2 separate regions of the Macaca mulatta genome follow, and region 2 is linked to region 1. A link is a contact called in public Hi-C data. All regions are on one chromosome and are shown on one strand. The core of a region is the stretch at or near the end of the contact, and the rest is flanking DNA. Distances in the headings are between cores, read along the strand shown. Region 1 holds the start of SKP1 (S-phase kinase associated protein 1). Region 2 holds the start of PPP2CA (protein phosphatase 2 catalytic subunit alpha).

Region 1 (4,309 bases), core at 1,301-3,800:
TTGGCACGGAGCATATGGAGTGACCGGAGTAAGGGTGGAGCCTCAGCTTCCTCAGGGCCAGCTCTGGTAACATAGGTACCCCTGCCCCTCACACCCACACATGTATCCACACGTACCACAGGGACTCTGTGCGGGCCAATCCTTTCTGACCTGTGGTCATCACTATGGATAAATGAATGGAGATGAGTCACTCCCAGCCTGTCCCACAGTGCTGCAGCTACCTTGGCCCTCCTGAGTGGAGGGTTTGAGAGAAGGTAGGGTTGATCCAGAAAGTGAGGAGCTAAACTAGTCACCTTTGACGAACACTGTTGGCTCCTTCCTGGCAGTGCTTCACCACTGAGACGCTACTACAGAGGTTTATTCACTTACTCTGGGCTTGAGGATCACCTGGAGAACTTGTTTAAAGGGCAGAAAAACCTGCCGCCAGGGAGTTATTAGATTGAAAGTGGACCCAGGAATCTGCATTTTTCTTGAACAAATTTATTTTTAAGTTAAAAATTTTGAATATGTAATACATTGATGTGAATTGATACCCAAAAGGTAGAAAGGGGTATAAGGTGAAAAATTATTCTAACCCGTCCCTCAGTGACCTAGTTCCCTTCCTCTGAGGCGACCAATTTCTTGTGTATCTTTCCTGAGATAATCTATACATAAAGCACCATATACAAGCAAATGAAATATGTTTTATTTATTTATTTTTTGAGACTGCGTCTCACTCTGTCACCCAGGCTGGAGTGCAGTGACATCATCTCAGCTCATCGCAACCTCTGCCTCCTAGGCTCAGGTGATCCTCCCACCTTAACCTCCAGAGTAGCTGGGACTACAGGCTCACGCCACCATACCCAGCTAATTTTTGTTTTTTTGTAGAGATGGGGTTTCACTATGTTGCCCAGGCTGGTCTCGAACTACTGAGTTCAAGTGATCTGCCCACCTCGGCCTCCCAAAGTGCTGAGATTACAGGTGTGAGCCTCCATGCCCGGCCCCGAAATCTCTTTTAAAAGTAGGCATTTCTTGGTGATTCTAATAAAGGGGGTTCTCAGACATATTTGGAAAAGCATATACCTACTTTTACGCCAGACCCTGTGCTGGGGCCCCAGGCTAGCTGTATGACCTGACACTGCACAGTCCTGCTTAGGATGCTCAAGGAGAGTTTATAAGGTATCACCCTGCATACCATAGGCAGGGGAGCAAAGGGGCTCCAGTGGGCCCTGCCTAGGAGGCCTGAAGCTGGAGCTGCTGAGGGCAGGGCTGTGCTGCTGAGAAAATATCTGAGAGCTGCAGGCGTTTCATCTTCTGTCATCAGCTGTGGCACCTGGCAGACACTGGATACCACAGCTTGTAGACAAAGACCTGGTAACTCAAGAAGCTGCTTGGCATTCCTGCCCAGTCCCATCCCAGAGGCACTGTACGTCTCCGGTTTCTTCAGGGGGCCCTGTGTGGAAGTATCTTTTGTCTTCCTGTGTCAGGGATACCATCACGTGCCTATTGGCTAGACGAGCCCGGCGCCCAGTCTCCTAGGACAGGGAGAATAACGTTCCCGAGCAGAGCGGGGTGGGGCTTTCAGACTACTCCCGTTCCTTTACTGCAGGCTTCATTCCATCGACCTCATCACAGCCTTCCTGGGAGCACCCCAGACAAGAGTTCTGTCCAGGCCGGGCCCTGGCTGCCTGGTTCACTGCCGAATCCCCAGCACCACGCCTCGCATGTCGGGCTCAGAGCATGTTTAGTGAAGGAATGGGTACCTATTGCTAGATGGAAGCCATCTCTCTAGATTTGGGGTTTCCCTACGACGATGGCTATTTTTGGCACGGAAGCCTCTTTAGAAGTCAATAGTAGGAAATAAGGGCTAACGGCACCTAACTGTGGAGTAATGTTCAAATCCTGGCTCTGCCACTTAACCGTTCCGAACCTGTTCCCTCACTGCAGAGGCGAAAAGGCTAACACTATTTCACCTCGGAGGGTTACTGTGGAGAATGGAGGCTGGACAAGCTGTATCAGTTCAGTAGTAAAACACACACACACAAGCGCCCCCCCATCCCCACCCCAGGAATGAACACACACACACCCGCGCGCGCACACACATACACCTCAGGAATGAACACACGCGCGTACACACACACGCAGCCCCTCCCAGGAATGAACACACACACACACGCGCGCGCGCCCCGTTCTGTTGTTCCCAGGAACACACACATAGGCGCACACACGCCCCGTTTTGTTTTTTCCAGGCCGTTTAGCTGGGGTATTTTACTCGGCTTAGGGCGCCCCTGCCTGAAAGACCTTTCTAGGCCAGTCAGGGTTCGGCACCCAGTTGATGAGAGAGCGCGGCGCTTTCAGAGCTAGGGAAAGGCGAAAGCTCTCCCGTTCCCCAACCCCCCGGCCAGCCGCCCCGGCAGCTCCTCGTCGCCTCCCGGCCTGGGCCCGCCCCGCCGTCTTCGGCCTGCCGTCAGGCGATCTCGGCGGCCAGCCCAGCCGCTGTGTGACGCCGCGCGCCCCGGGGTCCTCGGCGCCTGCGCCCTCTCCTATAAAGCAGACGCCGCGCCGCGCCGAGAGGCTGTAGTGGCTTCGTCCTCCGCTTTTCTGTTCCTCCGCTGACGTCTCCTAGCTCTCGTCAGCCTCCCGCCGGCAGTCTCCTTAACACCGAACACCGTGAGTAGCCGCCCACTGAGCTGGAAAGGGTCGTGGCTCCCGGATTGCATGCAGGCTGGCCTCACTGCTGCGGTTTGGGCCTGCCCGCGGCGGGCGGTGACTGGGCCTGGCCTTCTTTCGGGCCCGGTGGATCGTGTTGTCGACCCCGTTCTTCGGGAGACACCATCAGGTCTCGTCCACCCTCTCCGCCCCCGATTCAGCGAGGCCTGCTCTGGCCGCGCGTCCTCACAGCGCTCCATAAGTGTGAGCCGAACCCCGGGCTGGGCTTTCTCTGCACCGGCCGAGCGTCAGCCGGCGCAGGCTCGGCTGCAAGGCCCAGGCTATGGCCGGGGGCCTCTCTTGGCCTTAAGCCTGCTGTCCCGGGGACTAGGGCGGGGGTGGCGGCGGGGTTGTGAATGGGGGTCCCTTGGCTGTCGTGAGCATGGGCGTGTGTCGGTGTCTGGCTTTTGTTGTGGTCGGGAGGGAGAGCTGCGGTGGTGGTCTGAGGCCGCCCGGTTCTTGGCTGCCATCCTTTCTCCCCCGTGTCTGGCGTCACTAGCTACCCGTCGGTCCTGGCTAACTGTGTGCGGGCGCCGAGTTTCTGCACATAGCCGCCTGTTCCTTGTAAATATTTCTTCGCGTTGTTTTGCTATGACTTGGAGTCGTTGAAATAACTATTGTGATAGCAGATACCATCTTCAGAGTGGTGTGACTTGTAAGAGCTGTGTATAACTTAACTCGAAGTGTCTGGCTTTTAAAGAAATAGGATGTCCAGCTGCTTTGGTTCACTTTTAGTGGGAACTTCACGTTTGGGTTTTAGGAACATGCATTTTTCCATTAGAGCGTCACAATAGAATGTATCTGTGTCATAGAACAATAGTCTCCTCCACTGTGCAGTCTAAAAAGCAGTGGCAGAATTTCGGGTCACTTAAAACGCAGGGGTTTTTTTCCCTTTATGATGTGATAGAACCCACTTTATGCTGGCCATGGAGAATTATTTACAAGTGCAGGAGCCTTTAGGCCTCTTTCTTTAGAATGGAATTGTTTTGAAAACATTTCAAATCAAAATTTCATCCATTATTACTTAAAAATTTTGCACTTTATTCTACTGTAACACTAAAACTTATCTTTTAGTTTAGTATTACCAAGTGCATCGAATTACAGATTTAACCGATTACCTACCTGCTATTTAGTAAGATCTCAACTCCCTTAAGAGTAACCCAATCCACGAATTTGACTATGACTAAGCACTTGAGTTATTTGAAAGAAATATGAAACGGTCGTCTTGCTTTTAGAGTAATTTTATCAACTGCATTGTTAGACTTGTGATTCTGCACTGTTCATTTCAGTACTATCTGATATAAAAATTACATGTTTAAATGTTTTATAATTAAAAATTGGACTCACGTTAAAATATTTTCTTTTGGAGATACCTTTTATTGTTGTCTTGTCACAGGAAGGGTCCTCTACTCTGGGTCCTTCTTCATTGAGCAGGGACAACGGCATTATTGGCAAGCGCTAAGCAACATGGAGAAGCAGACATGTTTGTGAATTGCAAAGTGAAATCTGATTCTCTCCAACCATGGATGAGTGAGAGTAGGATATTTCAGTGGCTGGTTTTAAAACACGCTTTACTTTTTTGCTTCCTTTGCCTAAGAACCTGTTTGCTTTGGGGTTGCGG
Region 2 (4,309 bases), core at 1,244-3,743, 50 kb before region 1:
CATATAATTATTATATCTTCCCTACATTTTGTGATGGTGGTGAGCCAAGTAATCTGCATCAAGAGAAAATAAATAACACCTACATTAATGCTACCAACAAGGAGCTCACAGTACTTTGGAAAAACTGATTATAATTTTAGCACATAGTGGGTGTTCAATACTTCATCATCTACCAAACTAACATCACCACACCCTTTCCAGGTAAGAGAATCTAGGCAGGCCAAGTGTGGTGGCTCACGCCTGTAATCCCAGCACTTTGGGAGGCTGAGGCAGGTGGATCACCTGAGGTCAGGAGTTTGAGAACAGCCTGGCCAACATGGTGAAACCCTGTCTCTACTAAAAACACAAAAATTAGCCAGGCATGGTGGCGGGCTCCTGTAATCCCAGCTACTTGGGAGGCTGAGGCAGGAGATTTGCTTGAACCCGGGAGGTAGAGGTTGCAGTGAGCCGAGATTGTGCCACTGCACTCCAGCCTGGGCGACAGAGTGAGACTCCGGCAAAAAACAAAACAAAAAACAGACAATCTAGGCAAAGAGAAATTATGTTGATTCTGTTCCTTAAGTCAGACCTTGGAAGGTCAACTGCATGACTGTGACTGAGACTTTGTACTTGGGAGTAAGCAGTTTTAAATCCTGACCAATATCTCGGGCAAGTCCCTTCTCTTTTCTGAGTGCCCGTCTGCTTCTTGCCCTATTAGACATTTCTCACATAGGTTCATGGCAATGGTAAAGAATACGATTAGACAGCACACTGGGTATGGCTTTATAATCACGGGCATTAAGTGATGATTTTTTTTCCTTGTTCATTCCACTTGGTCTTAACTCTTCCCTTCTATTGTTTGGGGATGTTAACTGCAAAGCAGGGACAGAATTTGGGCTAAAGTGTCTTTTTCCCAATCTGGTAAATTAAGTATGTGGTAAGACTTCTGGAAGAGTAGATCTGAGGTACTTTCTTTGGTGCACACTAATAGGAGGTGTGAAGGGAAAGCAGAATTGCAATTTCCAGCCTAAGGAGGCCAAGCCAGTCGGCCTCGCCAAACAGGTTGTCTTGGATAAAGAAGGATTTTCAGTCCTGCTATTGGCTGATGGGACCTCCAGTGCCTTCTTCAGCCTGTTGGTGGGGATGACGCCCTCAGAGTGGCAGGTTGAGCACTCTCCTCCCAAGCATCGCTGAGCACTTGGGTGTGGAAGGGTTGCCTGATACTGAGGGTGGGGCGCCTGGAAGATAGGCGATCAGGTTCAGCTCTTGCCTTGCCCTTTATGGTTAAATGTTCTTTGGAAAGCTTCTATATCTCTCAAATCCTGGGGGCATTATGATCTTTCTTCTGCCTATCCTAAACCATCTTCAGCCAGTACTGTTGGGAGAATACAAGCTCCAGGGCAGGGTCCCTGGTCCGTCTGGATGACCCCTCTGGTTCTGGCACATAGCTGGCGTTCTATGGAACCAGGTATTTATCTAAAAGCAGGGACAGTGGAATGTGAAAACGTTTTGCAAACTCCAAAGCGATTCATAACCAGACAGAGGTCCAATCCTAGGGTATACGAGCTCTCTTTTAAGCACGGATCACAGCTGCTTCTAACGCCACCGAGACGCGGTCAGGACAGGTGCATCCATCTTCTCTGGGCTTCCCCTCTTAAAAGTAGGCCAGGGCGCGCAGCGGTTGAGGGTTTCTCATTCCCAGGGGGGAATCAAACTTGGAGGAAAGCAACCACGGGCGAGGAGCTGGGCGCGTGGAAGCGAGCCGCGGTCCGAGGCTCAAAGAAAAGCCCAAACCTCGCCCCCGCCATCGCGCCGGACGAGACACCTAAGTCCGGGGACAGGTATGTGCCGGGGAAGTCAGGTGCACTGCACGGCACTCCCCCGGTAGGTACACGCTCCTCCACCTACGAGTGACCTAATTACAAGGTGCCAGCCGCGCCCAGAGGTGGAGGTGGTTAATCCAAGCGGCCACTCGCTGCCCGTTCCTGCCCCCAAAGATGAGGGAAACCCACACGTTTACAGCGCCGCTGCACCCCGGATGAGCCATGGGGTCGCAATTCTCGTTTCCGTGATCGGGCTGCCAGGCCCCAGGTGAGGAGCTGAGTTCATCACCAGAGCAGCCTTCCCATGGGAACCAGTTCCAGGCCGTCAGTAGCCCCGGTTTCCACCCGGTCTGCGCCTGCGCGCGGTCCAAGTCCTCTCCTCTCAGGGTTTAGCGCTAAGGGATTAGTCCAGTTCGCCGCTGTGCGCACTGCGCATGCTCCAGCTCCATCCTTCCCTTCCCCCACCACCCCGCCCTCCGGGAGCCACGCCCAAAAAGTCAAGGCGCCTCAGTTACCAACCGGCTACGTCGCGCCTGCGCTTTGACCCCCAGTTTGCGCCCCAACTCCGGTTGTGCGGCCGCCCGGGGTGGGCTCTGCAGTTGCGCAGCTTGCTCCCCGGCCCTCTTCCCCTCCGCTCCCCGCCGCCTCCTGACGCCGGGCGTGACGTCACCACGCCCGGCGGCCGCCATTACAGAGAGCCGAGCTCTGGAGCCTCAGCGAGCGGAGGAGGAGGCGCAGCGGCCGACGGCCGAGTACTGCGGTGAGAGCCAGCGGGCCAGCGCCAGCCTCAAAAGCCGCCAGAAGTACAGGAGGAACCGGCGGCGGCGTGTGCGTGTGGCCCGTGTGCGGGCGGCGGCGCGGGAGCAGCGCGGAGCGGCAGCCGGCTGGGGCGGGTGGCATCATGGACGAGAAGGTGTTCACCAAGGAGCTGGACCAGTGGATCGAGCAGCTGAACGAGTGCAAGCAGCTGTCCGAGTCCCAGGTCAAGAGCCTCTGCGAGAAGGTGAGCTGTACTACGGCTGCGGACAGCTGCCGCGGGGCCAAGCCCGCCAAGGAAAAGGCGGCCGTGAGGAGGGTGCAACATGGCGGAGGCCTCCGGCCCGGGTCCCCCGAGCCTCCGAGACCGGCGCCCATCCCGGCCGGCGGCGGCTTCCGAGCGACCCGGCGCCCCCTGCCTCCCGCGCAGGGATTGGTTGTCGCCGCCACCGCCGCCTAAAATGGCGCCGTTCACCCGACTCCTGGGTTTTTGAGTCTCCCGGCCTTGGCGCCAGACGAGGTGGCAGGGGGAGCGGAGACCCTGTGGGTCAGCGTCGTGGACGGTTTTGAGGGTGAGCTGGCTTGGATTCTGCGGCTTGGGAATGGAGCCTGGGCCTCTACGGTGGGCTGAGTAAGAGTCTTTCCGCTTGTACCCAGGCCTAGTTAGGTCCAAAGCTGCCCAGAGGATCCCCACAGGCAGTCTTGTTAGACCATATCCCAGAACATATCTAAAGGTCACACAAGTTTAGTACCCCTTGGTGGCTTGTATTAAACTCACTAAGCGATCTTCTCCAGAAACCAAAGGGGTGTCTTTAAGAATTTAAAAATTATTCTCTTAACCTAATTTCTGCGAAGGTCATGGTGGTAGGTATAAGATAGGAGTTTAACTTATTTTTCATAGTTGGAAGAAATCGGGAATTTGGTGAGTCATACTACATAAGGAGCTTTTGGATTGGCAATCAAGTGTCACTTGAATCTATGATTTATATGCTGACTCAAAGCCTTCTCTAAGCTTAACACACTTGGCATTTTGCCATTTATTTTTAAAATGAACAACATAAAATGGAAGAGCGGTAAATTTTGTATCTTTGTTGCAAAAGTTACTTCATAGTATTTTGTGACTGCTGGTAGTAGTAGTAATAACTGTCGACTGAGATTGTATTCCAGACATTGTGCTTAGTGTTTAAATAATGTCTCACACTGAAAATAGAATGTTGTAGTCCACTTAACCCTAAACTTTATATTAGCTAATTCCGTTTTGTTTTCCCCTAGGGATTGGGGAAACAGGTAGCTAATTTAACTATTAGCTGTGTGTTGTATTTTTAAATTCTTGTAACTCAGTTTTCTAAAGTACACAAAATGCTGATCTCTGCTGTGAACATTTTAGCTTCCCTTTTCAAAATTAACTTTGCAGCATGTCGCTTTAGTACGGAATGGTGGAGTATCATATTAGCATTTTGTATTCGTGAAAAGAATCAATGGAAAACTATTACCCTGATCTGTTTGTGGTTTGATGTGAAAATTAGGTTCATGAGTTTGATGTATATGTTTTCAAGACAGGCTTTTTTAGAAGCCATGTTGTGAACAATTGGAATTTAAGTAAGTCAAATTTAGATTTATTTCTCCCAAGCCTGAACAAAACTACTACTAGTGGATGAGGTGGTACATCATTTGTTGGAGATGGCTTTTAATGGTAGCGATGTATTAAATCTCCTGTTTCTTTACCCTCTCACATCAAATGAGGTTGGTGT

Evidence for each region. Hi-C and Micro-C count contacts between places; a contact is called where the count stands out from the background.
Region 2: a Hi-C map of fetal cortex germinal zone shows a contact between it and region 1, with 1.9 times the contacts expected there. The contact joins the promoter of PPP2CA here to the promoter of SKP1 in region 1. A contact is called at or near these places in 2 of 14 Hi-C or Micro-C datasets (fetal cortex germinal zone and liver).

The regions. Positions count from the first base shown.
Region 1 is chr6:143,077,163-143,081,471 of T2T-MMU8v2.0, reverse strand. It overlaps SKP1 (S-phase kinase associated protein 1), which reads left to right and starts at 2,550. Exons shown (of 6, transcript NM_001193590.1): 1 at 2,550-2,649.
Region 2 is chr6:143,127,113-143,131,421 of T2T-MMU8v2.0, reverse strand. It overlaps PPP2CA (protein phosphatase 2 catalytic subunit alpha), which reads left to right and starts at 2,493. Exons shown (of 7, transcript XM_015140928.3): 1 at 2,493-2,805. The coding sequence starts at 2,704.